2 separate regions of the Capra hircus genome follow, and region 1 is linked to region 2. The links are chromatin contacts, called in public Hi-C maps. All regions are on one chromosome and are shown on one strand. The core of a region is the stretch at or near the end of the contact, and the rest is flanking DNA. Distances in the headings are between cores, read along the strand shown.

Region 1 (2,736 bases), core at 145-2,644, 140 kb after region 2:
ACAGTTAAAACCATTCTTCTATCAAATTGCTGACAGCAATTTAAAAGTTGCTCTGGCTCAGCCTTGGAGAAGCTTTCTAACTAAGTGACATCAGAAAACAAGACAGTGAGTATTCACAAGGCACAGGACTGTTAGTGAATAGAAAGTGTTAAGGGATCCAAATGGATGAGAAGAGCCTGAAGAGGTCCGGCCAAAGCCCCAGCAGCAGGAGTCTTGGGAGGGCCAGGGCCCACAAAGGGCAGAAGCCAGCCGGCAGGGCCTTCAGCCCGCTGGAGTCTGGTGGACAAAGGGGACAGGATATGCCCTGTCCAAGTGGCAGGGCCAGCGGGAAATTTAGAAGCCACGTGCCTGGCGGGAGAAGGGAAAAAGCTTAACAACATTTGACCATTTTCTTGCCTCAGCAAGTTAATCGCCCTTCTACTCTGCATTCCCCCCAAAAAAGTTCTTTAAAAAATGTGTTACTGCTCTAAGTTTTTCAGAACTTTTCTAAAGAAAGGGAGGCCGGCTAGTGAGAAAAGATGCTAAGGAAATCAGCACATCTCCTCACCTTCCTCTAGTTAATTGTAAAAGGCAATTAACACTTGAATAAGGAGCCTGTGTGTCTGGAATGAAAATGAGACGCGCGCAGGTTAGGGTTTTAGGGCGCCTGCCTATCCCTCTCTGTCCGCGGTCCTAACTACCAGCAAGAATTGGCCAAAATTCAGCATTTCCAGACTTTCCTTCGGAGAAGGGGCCGCAGAAGTGCTGGTAAAAAGAAAAACGAAACTGAGAGCGCTCCAGGCTCGCCGCGGCTCGGTCTGCGCCCAGCGGCCGCGCTCCTCCCCGCGCCGCCCGCACCCCGAGTTCAGCGCCCCCGGCCGGGGCCTCTCCGCCCCCGGGCGCTTCGAGCGCGGCCCCGGCCTCGGCCCCGCCGGCCCCGCGCGGCGCAGGGGCCCCGGCGCCGGGCGCAGGAAGCTGGGCAGGCGGGCGCCCGGGCCTCGGGCCTACACGCGCGCCGCCCGGCCCAGTCCGCGCTCCGGCCGGGTCCCAGCCCGCCGGGCTGCGGCGGAGACGGGGCGCGGGAAGGGCCCAGGCCGCGCGGGGCGCCCCGACGACTCGGGCCCGAGGAGGAGGCCGGGGCCGCGCGTCCGCGCTGGGGCCGAGGGAACGGCCGGCAGCCCCCCGCGACCCCCAGGCCCCCCGATCCCCCGGCCGCGGTCCCCCGCCCGCCCGCGCCGCGCTCGCGCCCGGCCCGCCAACCGCCGCGGGGAGGAGCGCGCGGACTCACCGGGGCCGGCTCCCGAGTACATGGTGGCGCCGCCGAGGGGCTCCGGGGCCGAGGGGCGGCCGCGCGCGCGCCACGGGCCCCGACGCCGCGAGCCGCGAGGGAGCCGCCGGCCGCACGATCCGCCCCGGCGCGGCCGCCAAACAGGTTTACCCGACGCGGCCGGGGCGGCGGGCGGAGGCGGCGGCGGCGGGCGGGCGGGCGGGCGGGGGAGGGGGGGGAAGGGGAGGGGAGGGGGAGGGGCAAGGGAGCAGGCGGGGGAGGGGCGGGGCGGGGCGAGGGAGCGGGCGGGGGCGGGGCGGGAGAGGAAGGGAGGCGCGGGAGGGGCGGGGCCCGCGCGGCGGGGGCGGGGCGAGGGGGCGGGGGGGCGGGGCGGGGCGAGGGGGCGGGAGGGCGGGGCCCGCGCGGCGGGGGCGGGGCAGACCAGCGCGGCGGCCGAGGCGGGCGGGGGGCACGGCGGACCCGGCCGGCGCCGGCGAGGGTGGCGCGAGGCCCCGTAGCGGGGGCGCACGCGGGGCCGGGGGGACCCTGCAGCCACTCAGAAGCGCGACGTCTCCTCCGACTGGGCGGAGCAGGCGGCGCGGCGCTGTCCGCCTACCCCCGTCGCCGAGACCGGGAAGAAAGAAAAGAAAACACAGCCCTCGCCTCCCCGCGCGCGCAAGCGGACCCTTCCCCATCCCGAGCCCCCACCGCGCCGGCCGAGCTGGGGCCCCGTGTGGACGCGGTGCCGCCCGCGCCCCAGGGCCCCGGCGTCGCAGCCGGGCTCTTTTAAGCGATAAAGGAGGAAACATGAATGTCGCGAAGGTTCCTCCGGACCCGGAGCTTGAACTTGAACGCGCCCGGGTCCTCGCACACTACCACACCGCCACCTCCCGGCGGAGAACCTACCTAGAGAATCCCTGTAAAGAGCTTCAGGTTGTGGTCAATTTTAGCCGCTATCCGTGATCAGATCAAACTGTAACTCCTCATTCCAGCCCTCGGGGCCTCCCCTGTTCCTTTACGGACGCCCTCGTGCTCCTCCGTACATCTCTGTGTTCGCCCCCCTCGTGCAGAAACGTTCTCCCTCCAGCCAAACCCTTGCATCCAGTTTTTGTTTTTCGGAGCCATTTCCAGGGAGGCCAGCCAGAGGTCAACACCTTTCTCCCCTGCTTGATGAGGGATTAGAAACCGGAAGGTGAAATACAGTCCAAAATTGCTTGTCATCTTTTTAACATATTTGCCTGCTCCTTTCTTCCTCGGGTAAGCAAGTATTATCTGACACCGTGTACCGGTGGCTGTGTTCCGCTTGCCTAGGATGGTACAAAGATGAACGGGAGTTCTGCCTGCAAGCGTCCAGTAGGTTTGTTTCTCTCTCTGCAATTCTCAAGGACATTCTTAAATAAATGCACGAGAATCCACCTGCCCTCCAGAAAGAAACGTCAAAAGGCTTCCATCTTCACCGAGTAATCGATATGAATGAGGAGGTCCCATGG
Region 2 (2,935 bases), core at 152-2,651:
CAAAATGCAGTCTACCCATATAATAGAATACTACTCAGCCATAAACAGTACTAACACTGCTACAACATGGGTGAACCCTGAAAATGCTGAGTGCAAGAAGCCAGGCACAAAAGACCACGTATTGCATGATTCTGTTTACATGAAATGCCCCAAATATGCAACTCCTTGGAGACACAGAGTAAATTTGTTGCTGTTGCGGGTGCAGGAAAGGAGACTGACAATGGGTATGGAATTTCTATTTGAAGTGATGAAAATGGTCTGGATTAATAATGGTTGCACAACTGGGAATACCCTGAAAACCACTTAAGTGTACAATTTAAATGGGTGGACTTTACCGTATTCACATTCTCTTAATAAAGCTGTTACTTGATAAAATATTTCTTAACTATTTTTCCCTCTATTGCACTAGACAGGCCCAGAATTTAAGAAAAAACCTGGCCAAGGGATCTTTAAGGATGGCAAGATTCCTGGTTCTCCCGCATCATGTCTCTAGTAGTGTTATTTCATACTAGGGAACACTAGCTGGGCCCGACTAGGAAGAGACTATAACTACCTTTTAAAAATCGCCAGTTGCCTTTAAACTGGGTGGGGAGGAGCAGAGAAGAGGGAGGAGGAGGTCACAGCCTTCTGCTCATTTTTAACTAACCCGGGCCTGCCTTCGGCACTGTGGATCCCTCTGTAAGAACAAGTGGAATCCACAAGCATCCCACCCTGACACCAGCACTCCGCGTGGAAAGCCGTTCGCGCGGGGCAGATGGACTGGGGGCGGAGACCCAGGCGGGCACCGGCTCTGCATTTCCGAGACTCGGCCGAGAGAAGCTGGACTTGACAATTTCGGAAGCTCAACCGCGGGAGACTGTGCCTGACGCCGCCGCGCGGGATCTGAGCCACTTAGAACCCAGAGGAGATGGAGGAAGAGAGGAAACCGAGAGCCGGGCGGTCCCAGCCGCGTCCGCAGACCCCCGGTCGGGGGCCGGGGCCGGGGGCAGGGGCCGGGGACGGGCCGGGGACGGCCGGCACCCGCGGAGGGGAGGCCGGGCCGGGCCCGAGAGGCGGCAGGTGCGGGCCGGGGCGGGACGGGCGCGGGCGCGGACGGGGGAGGCCGGGCCGCAGGGCAGCCGGGCCGGGGCAGGTGGCCGCGGCAGGTGCGGGCGGAGTCGAGCCCCTCCGCGGGACACACGCTGCCCGGCGACCCCGCGCGCGCCGTGACCCACGGACAGCCCTCCCGAGGCCGGCCCGGTCCCCTGCCCAGTGGCACCCCCTTCTTGCACTTACGCAGCCGGGGCCCCCGGGCCCGGAGCAGGCGCCAACGGCGGGAGGGGCGGCGGGGCCGGGCAGGCTCTGCGGCCGCTCCCCGGGCTCGGAGCTGGAGCTTCCGACTGGCGGCCAGGCCGGCACCGCCCCTGCGCATGCGCGGAGCCGGTCCCGGGCCTGGAGACCCGCGCCAGGTTTTAGCGGCGACGCGAGCCCCGCGAGGGAAGGGCCGGGGGCGGAGCGGGGGGAGCGGTTGAGGAGCGAGGTGGTCGCGGTGGGCAGCGAGGGGAGGGAGACGGAGGGAGAAGGGAGGGAGGGGAGCAGCTGCGACGGAGAGAACTTTGGCTCCTGGGGCCGCGCACCCAAAAGGAAGGGCCAAGCTCTGCCTATGCGCCCCGCTCTCAGGGCGCGCAGCTCAAATTTCAGCTCGAGAGTGGAGCCCTTTGCAGCCCCCGCCCCTGCAAAGCCCCTACCGGATCACGATCCCAGCGCCCGCGCCGAGCCGGGCTTCCAGTCGCTCCCGGGATCAAGCACCAGCAGGCATGGGAGCGATGCTTAGAGCTACCTTGGGGCGAGAATAAGTTCCCCTTTTACTGGCTGGGAAACGATCTCAGGGTGCCTCCCTGGCCTGACTTAACTGCTTGGTCACACACAGCGGCTGGGCGGGGATGAGGAGGTCAGAGCCGGAGCCCGGAGTAGACTGCCCGAGGGCCGGTGCCTGGTCCCCACCGGTCCTGGGAAAACCACTCCCGACTCTAGAGGTCCTGTCAAGGGCTCGGAATAAACCCCCGGGTGTGGAACGGCTCTCATAGTTCCTGCACACAGCTGACTAGGTAGGGCAGAAGCCACTTAAGAGCTTAAACCCTTCTAGGTTAAAAAATAAAACTTTAAAAGGAGTTTACATACGTAGGTTGGAATGTGCATAGCATATTTGAAAAATACACAAGATATTGTCAACAGTTGTAGGGTTGAGAGAAAAGAGGATGAGGGAGAACTTCTTTCCCTTGTGTAGTTTTCTGTTTGAATTTTTTATCGTATGCATGTATTTCTTTTTCAGTTAACAACAACAAAAAAAAAAACTGCAGTGGAGGACAGGAATAGTTCAGCCAATACAGCAGCCATGGAATAAATAACAGAGCCATCACTTTACTTTACCCAAGCAAGCATTTATTGACTCTGCTGTGTGCCCAATGCTGTTTTATGACTTATTATTTATATATTTTTAAAAAATAATAATATGCTATTCCTCATCCCTGCCCTGGCCCAGTGGAAAACCAATTGCATTTTATTGAATTGTTTTCCAAGGAGTGGGAATGAATTATAAACAGAACACATCTTCAGGGCAAAACCTGTGGAGTGTATTTCCAGCACACCAGCCAGGAAGGATTTTCCACACAGGCGCCCAGAGGCTGAGAGTACGTTTCCAGGACCCTGCATAAAGCTACCCAGAGTGGCTTCTTCTTGGCCCTGAGAGCACAGGTTGACAGTTACAGAACACAGAAGACAGACATTAAAAGAGGCTACCCTTTCTTGGAGGTCTATATGCCAGAAATAGAAATCCATGTTTAGCACACAATGTCTTCATAAGATCCATGCAAGGTAGCTATTCTTAGCATTGAGGTCCAGAAAGAACACTCTACTTGGCACACAAGTGGCGGGTGCTGTTTAGGATTCAAATCTG

What was found. A called contact is a pair of places that touch in the nucleus more often than the background predicts.
Region 1: a contact with region 2 is called in a Hi-C map of blood, with 2.3 times the contacts expected there. The contact joins the promoter of AGO2 here to the promoter of TRAPPC9 in region 2. A contact is called at or near these places in 4 of 5 Hi-C or Micro-C datasets (blood and liver).

What each region holds. Positions count from the first base shown.
Region 1 is chr14:79,073,551-79,076,286 of ARS1.2, forward strand. It overlaps AGO2 (protein argonaute-2), which reads right to left and starts at 1,395. Exons shown (of 19, transcript XM_018058614.1): 1 at 1,268-1,395. The coding sequence starts at 1,289.
Region 2 is chr14:78,932,427-78,935,361 of ARS1.2, forward strand. It overlaps TRAPPC9 (trafficking protein particle complex subunit 9), which reads right to left and starts at 1,402. Exons shown (of 23, transcript XM_018058608.1): 1 at 1,276-1,402.